Regions from separate parts of the Hordeum vulgare genome. Here region 2 is linked to region 1. Evidence: chromatin contacts called from public Hi-C data. All regions are on one chromosome and are shown on one strand. The core of a region is the stretch at or near the end of the contact, and the rest is flanking DNA. Distances in the headings are between cores, read along the strand shown. Region 1 holds the start of LOC123425144 (pectin acetylesterase 2-like). Region 2 holds the start of LOC123425148.

Region 1 (5,660 bases), core at 1,304-3,803:
ACTTTCACAAGATTTGAGGACATATTGTTGGTCAAATATTGGTTGGACACAAGTTGGATCCAATAAGCGACACCAAGTAAAAGGGAACCACATATTGGGAGAAGATTTAGAAGGACTATCATGAACACAAGGAGTATGTGGAGCCGCATCCTATCATGACCACCGACAATGTGTCATCTCTCCAACATCGATGGGGGGTCATTCAAGGAGAAGTGAACAAGTATGTCGGGTACTACTCACAAGTGACCGAACGACCTCAAAGTGGGATGTAAGCTCAATTGCCTCATCTTATTGTCATTTCAATCTGTTTCATGTGTTTTCATTCTTGTGCTCATACATATGGTGTATGCTAGACGACAGTGGCGGCCACTTTGTATCACGAGGTCGAGAAGAAGCCATTTGCTTTTAGCCGTTGTTGGCTCTTATTGAATGTCAAGCCAAAGTGAACACAAGTTGTGGCCATCTCAAGGCCAGCAAGAAGAGGAATGCTGGCTCATGCTCACACCAATCCATTGGGTTGGACGATGAGGAAGACGAGGTTGTCGTCACCAATGGAAGAGCTATTGTGCCAAAGGATACCGATAAGTCGTGGGAAACAAGTGGGAGAAGGCAAGGATCTCCTATGACGTCGCGGCTATAGAAATGTCGTCCACATAGATGAGCATTTTTCGACAAGGGAGAACAAGAAAGAGGAGAGGTACAAGCTCATGTTGGATGCATAAAAGGGGAGGATGGAATGGGATCAGATGAGGGTAGAGAAGAGGCTTGAAATTGAGAGGGAGAAGATCGAGTTGGAGAAGGAAGATGCGGTGATCAAATGGGAGCTCGAGAAGGCTAAACCATTTGGAGTGATCGAGCTCGAGAAGGAGAGGTTGCAATTCGCACGGGGCACGGAGGATGCGAAGATTATGTTGGTGGATGGAACCCACTTGGATGCGCATGCGAAGAAATGGGTTGCAGAGAAGAAGGAGATCAACGACCGTAGGGCGCACGAGGCGGCAACGACGGCTACGACAGTGGAGGACGCAACCCGAATGCAGGCGAAGCATGACAAGCTGGACGAGTAGGATGCATGGACGAACTCGTCCGGCTAGTGATCCGACAAGTATCCTTTCTCGCTCGGACATTAATTTCATTTTGGCATGTTCGATTTGTTAAACTGTGCTTTGATTTGCTTTGTTTCGAACTATTGAATTTGAATAACTTATATCGAATGATCGACGTACATGGATAACATGGATTTAAATGTTTCATTCAAGGTATATGAATATGCGACATAACATATGAAAGGCCGACAAACGCTGTTTACGGGCGCCCGGACGCAGGGATGAATCTATGGGGACGAGGGGGGCTAGTCCCCCTAACAAATTGTTTTTTCTACTATGATAGTGATTGTTGTAGTTAAAAAATTTCACTTCATATGAACTTTGTTTTTTTCATAAACAAACTTGTTCCTGTTATGCTTGCATGCTGGCTCCATCCCTACCCGAACGCGCCCGTGGACCTAGAGGATCAGATTTGTAAGTCCGAGTGTAGATGCTCTTGTCAAGCTGTGGCTCCAAGGCACGTGGCCGTGCCGGTTGGTTCCAAGAGCCGGTGAGGTCTCGTTTTCCATGGACGGATTATGGAGCGCACGTACGACGTACGTACGTAGTACGTGGATGCATGCATCGAGTGAGCCAAATTCAGCGTTGCAAGTTGCAAGGAGCATCCGAACAATGGTGGTCCTTCCTATTCCGTTTGGCGACCGAATAATCAGTGCATGGTCTGGTTCCTACAAGTCCAAACCGGTCCGTTCCAATCAAAGATTCTGACGTGCAAAGAGGGTCTACATTTTGTAAGCACATTCGCCGGCCACATTAAGGAGCCACATCGCTGGCTCCACAGACGATCCGTGGCGTCTCCGTCGCCATCAGTGTAGTTAATCAGATCCTCAGTCATCCTGGTTTGTTTAAGTACGGCCAGCAGTGTACTCTGGCTGCCGCATGGGACTCCGGTCCGGGCAATTTCCATTATTCTTTTTTTTTTTGCCGGAAGGGCCTTTCAATTTTCCGGTGTATGAAAAAAGGCAAAATGTGACTGAGAAAAGGGACTAATTTTCTTTTCTGCAGACTGTAGTAAATCATAGAGTTGCGCCGGTGCAGCAACTAACCTAGTAGCAGTACTAGTAGTAAATGAAGCGGCATTAACACCGAAATAGACGGAATGAACATGTCGGTGGAGGGAGTCGAGCATCAGCTTTCGGTGAAAAAAAGTTCCCCCGCGATAGACCAGACATTCCGCCAGAGAAAGAGAGCTGTACTGCGTCAAGACCCAAGACTCAAGAGGAGGCCATGCTTTCGTTTCTGTACGTGTTGCGTCTTGAAGATTTCAGTACTAGGCCTATGTGTGATTTTACCAGCGGAACATCCCAAACGGACCCTTCTGAAACTGCGCGTCCTCCCATAAACAAAAAACCAGCTGCCTGCCTGCCTGCCTGCCGTCGGTCCCGTCCCGCACACAGCTGCCTGCAACCGAGCTAGCCAAAGCCAAGGGCCCCGGAAAGCTGAGCTAGCAGTGAATGCAATCACAGCCTCCCTGAGCCGAGCTGAGCGGCGCTTTTCACCACCCCTCTCCTGCCGACTTCCGAGCTCCACCGTCGGTCAGTCACACACCCACACCTTTTTCTTCTTCCTCCCGCAGGCAGCATCCGAGATGCTTTGCCTCCCAACCGTGACGACGCGGCAACCAGTAACACCTCCGGGTTCACACTGAACCAGCCACAGCAGTAGTAAACACATCGCACCGCAGCACCGAATCTCCGGAAGCGGCCCTGCCTTTTCCTTTCCTTTGTCCGTCAGCGGCCATTGCCAGCCAGCTGCGCTTGCACTCGGCCGCGTATAAGTACCTTTCTCTGCTTTGGCCACTTCCGCGATCCTTTCTCCTTCTCCCTCTCCTCTTCCAGATCCATTCCTCTCCCAGTCCCGGGCGAGGAGCGAGAGAGCTTGAGGGGAAGGGCGGATGGCCATGGGTTCTTGGCCCCTTCTTGCCCTGCTCCTCGGGTTCTTGGCGGGAGCGGCGCGCGGCTCCGAGCCGTGGGCGAATGACACGCGGGTCTACTCCACCAATGCCAACTCCGGCAGCGGCAGCAACGGCGCCTTCGTCGCCCTCACCCTCATCCAGTCCGCCGCCGCCAAGGGAGCCGGTAACTAAATCTCCCTCCCCCACAATTGTTCCTCTGTAGCCCGTCTGCTAGTAGCAGTATTTTTCTTGTTGTTGCAAAGATTGGTTTTTTATTGCGCATGTCACATGCTTGCCGTAGATTGGCTCATTGAGACGCGTGATGCGGGTCGCTGCTGTGTTGACCCTGGTCGGTCAGAGTAACGATTAATCTGATTGCTGTTGCCGTAGAGGGATTGTGATGGCTCATGTTCTATTTTTCTCCTCTTCAGTATCCACTTAGGTGCTTAGTTGATTGAGTGATCATACATAGTCTTATCCTTGTATTGCTAGGTACAAGTACTAGCATGTGCCATGTGCGGATCTAGATAAATATATGCATGTGGATCTAGCCTTGCCTTGCTGGTGGTGCCCATGATGGATCCTTGTTACCTAATTGGGGGGTGGGGGGCTCAATGCCAACTGTTGCCTGTGAATTGTGTGAGCTAACCGTGCATGATTGCTTGGTCACCATTCTAAATATACCAGAGGTCCTAAATAGTTGGGCACCCGACAGAAACACCAGGCAGGAAATTGCTCAAGATTTGAAGTTTTCGTAGGGCGGTGCTCATTTATGAATGTGTGTTGTGAAGATTCTGTTTGTGTAAAATTTAGAATCAGACAAGCCTATTCTTAGCGGCAAAATGCTTTGGATTTTGGAAGCACTATAATTGTTGAAATGTTATAGCATTATAATTACTGATCAGGGGTAATTCTTCCCATTTACACCAGAATTTGAGTATTGCTTATAGCATGGTAGGCTGATAAATACTGATGCTTACTTCCATGACATTGCATTACAGTATGCTTGGATGGAAGCTTACCAGGTTACCACCTACACCGAGGATCTGGATCAGGGTCAAACAATTGGCTTGTCAATCTGGAGGTGTGTAATACTCCACGACTCACATATATGTGGACTGAGAGATAAATTTGAATTGAACTAGGAATTGTAAATGAGTAACATACCTAATGATGGTGATTCTAAATTGAATTCCAGGGTGGAGGCTGGTGCAATGATGTTAAAAGCTGTGTGTTCCGCAAGGGCAGTCGGCGTGGTTCATCAAACCACATGGAGAGGCAGCTCCAGTTTACAGGCATAATGAGTAACAGACCTGAAGAAAACCCAGGTATTATTCTAATCGATTAGCTGTCCTGAACTTGTCATGCGTAGTTATAGTACTACTTTCTTGTCCAAAAATAGAATATGGTTGTTGATTACTCTGTGTCTCTGTTACCATTTTTGTTTGAGGAATTGTAATGCTGTTTTTCTTGTCTCTTAGATTTCTACAACTGGAACAGAGTGAAGGTTCGGTATTGTGATGGTGGATCCTTCACCGGTGATGGGGCTGACGCGGTTAGTGCAAATCATAGCTCTGCATTTTATTTCACAAGTGGTGGACCCTTTTTCATTTGAACAGTTCCCAAATAAACATGTACACTTGTTATTCCATCACATTACAATCCTTTTCTTTAGTCTTGTACATAACAGATACTCCATTCTACTAAAAGAAATAAATGTACATGGTATTTCTTCTTTTTTACTGAACCAATTTGATCCATTTCTGAACTTTCTTCCTTCAGGCTTCAGGCCTTTATTTCCGAGGTCAGCGTATTTGGCAGGCTGCCATGGATGACTTGATGGCCCAGGGAATGCGTTCTGCTAGTCAGGTATTGGTGCTTCCATAGTTAAATCATTTTTAAAATTAGCTTTTGGCAAATCATTTATGTTTACCTGATGCAACTTGATACCACCAGGCCCTTCTTTCTGGATGCTCTGCTGGGGGTGCTTCTGCTATACTTCATTGTGATGAGTTCAACGGAATGTTTCCCTCAAATACCAGAGTCAAGTGCCTCGCTGATGCTGGAATGTTTCTTGACTCGTATGTGCACATGATGAGGCTTTTCTTTCATATTACCCTTGTTACATCTTGTGCCTTCTTTCTGTGCTGCTGTGAGGAAGAGCACTTCTATTTCCACTCCATTTCAACAACATGTTAAGGTGATATAATTCTATTACCATTTGCAGTGTTGATATTGCTGGTCGTCGAGAAATGAGAGAATTATTCAATGGCATTGTGAGATTGCAGGTATTTGCCGCTTTCAGAAGTATTTTTCTGAATACTTTGTGATAACTCTTTCTTGGTACTATGCTTTTCTAGCTGTAGCACTAGCTGTATCTGCATTTTGCTGATGTTAAAATTCATAAAAATACAGGGTTCTGGAAGAAGCTTGCCTCGGTCTTGTACCTCCCGCATGGACAAAACCTCAGTAAGAAGATAACCGTCCAAAAATATCTACCAAGATACTACAGTTAACATATTTTATGTTTGCAAACGTTTTTTCTAACTGCTTCTCCCTACAGTGCTTTTTCCCGCAGAACGTGTTGCCAAACATTCAAACTCCAACTTTTATTGTGAACACTGCTTATGACGTGTGGCAGGTGCTTATCATGCATTTCA
Region 2 (5,660 bases), core at 1,564-4,063, 130 kb before region 1:
CTTGGTCATTGACACGACCATCCTCGTGTTCACCACATGCGCTTGCGTCTAGGAGATGAACATCTCCGTGATCGCAGTCCATGGTGCGGCAACAGTGGTGCAGTGGGCGATCTTGACCACCACAGGAGGTGAGATTGAATTGAAGATAAAACTCAAAACATGCGAGTCCTGAGCCTTGGCGATCCCATACGCCGGGTTGGGCACATCTCTAGGTTTGCCCTCCTTTTTGGTCAGCATGCGGGCTGGTTCCTCCCTGTCTGAGTTGAGGAAGGAGACGAGCCGCGCACCGCGGATGGTCGCAAGGGCTTGCGCACGCCACACTAGGAAGTTGGAGCGGTGGAGGCGTTCGGCGATGGGGATGAGCGCGGGTGTAGCGACGACGACGATGGAGCTCGAGGAAATGGCAGCATATCAAAAATGTGCTAGAGGACTAAGCTCTGAATACCATATAAGTTTGGTTGAAGCGTATGCCTAATAGGGATGCGTTGCATGTTTATACAGGCAAGGTTTAGGATTTACAAGATTCGATGGTTCGGTGAGATTATAGATTGATCACCAAGTTAACTATGCAGATAAGGATCGATCATAACCACCTGAACCAACTGAATGAAAACAGAAAATATCTACCTTATACTACATACGGTTTATACTCCACCATATATGTTCTAACGTATACTATAACATAGACTAACACGCAACGTCAATGACCAGCCCGTTTTGATTCTGTTTTGATGCCCTTCTTGGACGCAGAATTTCATCATCGTCGTTTGTTCGTTGTCGTCACTACAAAGCTGCGGCTCGCAGCGCCTTGGCTGCTCAACAACGATCCTCTACAAAATAGTAAATCTTAACGGATTTACGGTGCTTATTACTGTATTACGGTATTCCGAATTTCCGATCACACCATCAGCACACAAGTAGTAGGCCTGTACATAACACCTACGCATTCATCAGTCATCACCATGGATCGTGGATCCATATCGTCGAGCACACCACAGCATATGAGGGTTAATATAGTCATCAAGGCGGACGAAGCGTATTGATCACGTGGCGGCGGCTCACGCGAGCACGGTGGTCTCCGCGACGGCGGCGGACCGGATGCCGACGGCGGCCTCGACGTGGTCGCCGCCCGCCTCCCAGAGCTCCGGCAGCGCCTCCCTGATGTTGTGGATGCTCTCCAGCGCCACGTCCGCCCCGGGCACGAGCGCCGAGCTCCCTACCTGCACCATCGTTTGTGGCAAAGCGTGCGTTCGTTCAGTTTCCGACAGGTGCTCCAATGGCGTGGGGATTAATGCAGCGACAGTGAGATCTTACGATGACGGTATGGAAGCCTGCCGATTTTCCCGAGGCGATGTTGCGCGGGCTGTCGTCGAAGAACACCTGCAAATCAAGGCAGGCAGCCCTGTCAGTCAGTCGGTGCAGCTGCAGCTTGGAGTTCTCAAGTGCAGAGAACCGACGAGGGAATCCATGGCTGAGCTGCGTGCTGCTTACTGTCTTCTTGGGGTCGAGCTTGGCGATCTCCACCACGGCTTGCATGGACTCGAGGGACGGCTTGCAGAGGACCCTCTTGCCGGAGCCGTCGCCGCCGGCGCCCGTGCCTCCTGGATTCTTGGGGTTCAGGGTCTCGAAGCATATGATCCCCTCGAAGCATCCCTCCAGCCCCATCTTCTCCAGGACGGTCGCCGCGTGAGCCTCGTCGGAGTTGGTGAATATCTGCAGTGGATGGAACAGCAAACTGTAACTTCTGCAGCAATTTTTCGGTGCTGGAGAACAGATGCAGCAATGAACTGATGCAGCAAGAAACATCAGAGGGATTTTTGATGCGACGAATGATGAGCTTACGATTTTCCTCTGTGGCATCGAAATCAGCAGGCTCCTCAGGACAGGGTCCGGCTTCAGCTTCTCGTACGGCAGTTTTCCGTGCACGCTGGCGTGGAATTCATCGTAGTCGAAATCGTAGCCCATAAGCTGTAGGATCATGATTTTTTTGAAACGTAACAGTAGTAGTTAGTTTAATGGTTATGGAGCTACCAGAAGCTCGAACGAGTAATATGGCAATCTAAGTGTACTGAGGCATACTTTCAGACCGGCCATTGTAGTTCCGTATTCCCTGTACAAATCTAGGCACATCTTGGGGACCAGGCTCTCCTCGATCTGAAGTTTGTCCAGCATGTAGTCTGCGGTTTGGTAAATTCCAACCATTATATGATGACAAACAAATTTTACAGCATGAAAACTGAGATTTGGTGTGAGTTTAGTACTTACCTTGGATGTTCTTGCGGCATGCTAAGTTGATTCCCAAGCTCAGTGGGTAGATGGTGTCATCCATGTCTGAACAGGTCAGGAAACAATCAAACGAGGGGTTCAGAAACAAAGTGCTGGCAGAGAACTCCATGGTAAAAATATTGTACAAGTACAGTGAAGAAGCGTCAGTTATAGACGGGCGTACCAAACAGCAGGCAGTCAAATTTGGCTCCGTTGGCGTAGGATTCCATCTTCACAGGTTGAGGTTGGGCAGTGCCTGCAACCGTGGGGAAAGAAAATCTTTAGGAAAAAAAGAAGAAGGTTAAGTTGGGGGCCAGCTGAGGAAGCAAACTAGATTATCGAACTAGCATCAGCATGCCGGTGACCAAACAAAGTAGCAAGAAAGAAACGGAAGGTCGAGGCAGAAACAGCAAACCGAGACAACAAGCAACCTGCAATGGCATGCACATGTACCTCGACGCTGAACGGAAGGAAGACAGAGCAGGAGCTGCGCGCGCACACACACACACAACGCAGGTCAGCAGTGGATGCCATTTCGCCTAGCCAGGCCCCTCTATTTATACAACAAAGATCATCTCACTCACAGTCGCAACTCGCAACACATGACATGACGAGGATGGGCTCCGCTTTATCTGCTCTCTGGAAGGTGACACATGGTAGCGACACCGGTGGGTGCTATCCGATGATGGAAGCACCACCACCCCGGAGCCACAAATTATTGGCCACCGGCCAGCCGGCTCCTGCCTTCTCCAGCTTCTTTCTTTGCTCGCTCGTCACTTCCCGTCAAAGTGCTCTCCTACGCGAGGGGACGACGACGTGCTGCACTGGACAGCGACCGCTCTGATTATTGATCGTTCATGCTGGTGGTGGTGGAGTTGGCGTCGGATAGGATAGGATCGGATCGGATCGGCCAACTTACGCCAGCCAGCGCAACAATTTTCCTTTAAAAGCATTGTATACTTTAGTTTAGTTCAGCTCGGGTGCCGCCGACCAAGCTAGCGGACGAACGATCGGGTAGCCATCAGGCATAGGTGACGGTGACGTGGCCGTTAAACTGACTAGAATTCATCTAGATAAGATATAATTTGATTTTATTCATTTAAAAATAAAAAAAGAAACAAAATAGTATCACAAATCACGACAACACACGCATTTTATAGCACCGCATCCAATAACTATAAAGATAAATAAGACATAATTAAAACTCAGCTAGATGACTTGTAGCAAAACCGGTTAAACTATGTGTGCAGGGTTCGATGTGTGGAGGAATCCACTCGTGGCCGGCGTGCGTCACAGCCCATATGAGCATATGGATACGAGTGGCTCATGGTCACATGGGTATGGCGATTTGCCGGAGACTCTCGGCCGTGGAAAAGCCGGGACACGTGTGTGGCATTTCTTATTGGCATGGTGATGATCAGGCCAAAGATGGCATCGCTTTCGTCCCGGCGTTTGTTTACGCGTTGATGGGCGTCGAGCCCTGTGTTTTCATCTGGTTATCCTTTTTGTGTGTGATGGAGAGAGCATGCGTGAGCAGCAGAGTGCATGTGAGAATGACAAGTTTTCATGCACAAAGCTTCATCCGAAAGGAGAAATGAGTAGAAAGATGATCTCCTATTGGATGCTGCGTCGGCCTTCATTTTCAGTGTAGTGGAGATAGCTACCTGGCCACCCAGCGAGTGTGACGATGTACGATGGAGTTTTTTTTAGTTAGGCATATATATGATCCTCAGGCCATGTAACAACAGCAGATGCGTGCAAAGAGAGAATCTGTCCTTTTGAGATAATTCTTTTTTTGAGAGAGAGAGAGAGAGAACCTGCCTTTTCGTTGGAAACGGGGGCGAAATATTTGTGGCCACATATGTATATACCAGGAAAAAGAATGATGTGTCGATGTTGATCCTTTATTACTGTTGGCAGCGTTACTTTCTTTTTTTACATTCAAATCCCTCTTTTATATTATTTTTTTAGGGGGGCCCTCTTTATTTATTTGTCACAACGGTTACATCACTGATCAGCAGAAGGATAATAGCAGCAGGGGCCTTATCTAAACAAGTTCCAGGAGTGGGAAATCTAGCTAAGCTGGTTAATTCATGGCCCTTTACTGTTGGCAGTGTTAGGTTGGTCTCAACTCTCAACTGTTGGCCGACTATAGGTTTGATCCTTCAGCTCTCTCTATATAATGGGTGAAACCTTATACCTTCAGTATTTAACCTTGGGTGAAGTGGTTGCCTTGTACATTCGGATGCCCGTGGGTAAAAGGGTAGCCGGACGACAATGATACAACGATGAAGGGGGGGGGGGGGGGGGGGATTGACGGAAAGAAACGCAAAAGGATATCAACCAATCAACCAAGTTCCACACTTGCCGTCACATGACAAACTTTACACGATGCCGGCAGTTACCATACGACTTGCCAGCCGCACGAGTGGTTCTAAGAATGCCTGACAGTTGCCTTACATACATAACTAACCGACCCCTGACATAGTGCAGATTTCTGAACCATCAAACCTCAATAGAAATTGACATGACGCAACCAGGAGCCTGCAAAGTTAAAAAATTCGAACATTAGCCGTTAGCAAACTTGTCTGGGATTCGATTCAGGGTATATCTCTCTGAACCGCTAAAAGACCTGAAAAAGAGCCTCAACAGATGGTAAGCTGAAATGGTTTGACCTCAGATGTAAGACAAGGATACATCAAGGTCACACCGCAAACAATTTGTTGTGTGCATTTACTTGTGAAGAGATCCAGAGACTAATTAGTTTTTGTTTTAAGTAGCAACAAAACACCAGTATAAACAATCTAGCTTGGCTGGTATGGAAAGCTAGCAATGCACTAGTTTTCCCAACATCAGCCAAGAGCCTAAGAGCGTACCTTTCATGTTGATACAAGGAAAAAATTAACATCCATTTGTCTGCAAAAGTGAACTAAACATGCAAGGAACATGAGTACCAAACTACTCCCTCCGTTCCTAAATATAAGTCCTTTTAGTGATTTCACTAAGGGACTACATACGGAGCAACATGAGTGAATCTATATTATAAAGTATGTCTATATACGTATGTGGTCCCTTAGTGAAATCTCTTAAAAGACTTATATTTAGGAACGGAGGGAGTACTACTTTATCCAGAAGAAAATGAGTATAAAGTTCAAGTACTGATATCTCAGGAAGGGCAAGACCAGCAGAATGCTGCATGGAGCATCCGACCATTAAAATGCGTTGCTAGAAACAAATCTATCCAAACCATGAATCAGTATATTCCTATAAAATGTGACATCCTTTTGGCCGCAAAGAAGCATTCTTCTAAAGAGGCTAACTTTCTCCGGATGAAATGTGGTCCTCCAATTTCACAAAGTTGGCAGAACGTAACAATATATGCTTGAAATTGAGCT

Evidence for each region. A called contact is a pair of places that touch in the nucleus more often than the background predicts.
Region 2: a contact with region 1 is called in a Hi-C map of seedling, with 4 times the contacts expected there. The contact joins the promoter of LOC123425148 here to the promoter of LOC123425144 in region 1. A contact is called at or near these places in 2 of 6 Hi-C or Micro-C datasets (leaf and seedling) and 1 of 1 datasets of contacts at active chromatin or transcription factors (embryo).

Annotation. Positions count from the first base shown.
Region 1 is chr2H:77,830,764-77,836,423 of MorexV3_pseudomolecules_assembly, reverse strand. LOC123425144 (pectin acetylesterase 2-like) reads left to right here and starts at 2,553. Exons shown (of 12, transcript XM_045108818.1): 1 at 2,553-3,184; 2 at 4,002-4,084; 3 at 4,199-4,328; 4 at 4,482-4,555; 5 at 4,783-4,869; 6 at 4,957-5,081; 7 at 5,228-5,288; 8 at 5,416-5,469; 9 at 5,564-5,641. The coding sequence starts at 3,001.
Region 2 is chr2H:77,961,196-77,966,855 of MorexV3_pseudomolecules_assembly, reverse strand. It overlaps LOC123425148, which reads right to left and starts at 2,813. Exons shown (of 8, transcript XM_045108823.1): 1 at 2,719-2,813; 2 at 2,450-2,521; 3 at 2,266-2,331; 4 at 2,080-2,177; 5 at 1,843-1,968; 6 at 1,492-1,713; 7 at 1,315-1,380; 8 at 832-1,220. The coding sequence starts at 2,495. The coding sequence ends at 1,059. LOC123425147 (B3 domain-containing protein Os06g0194400-like) reads right to left here. Exons shown (of 6, transcript XM_045108821.1): 6 at 4,614-4,809.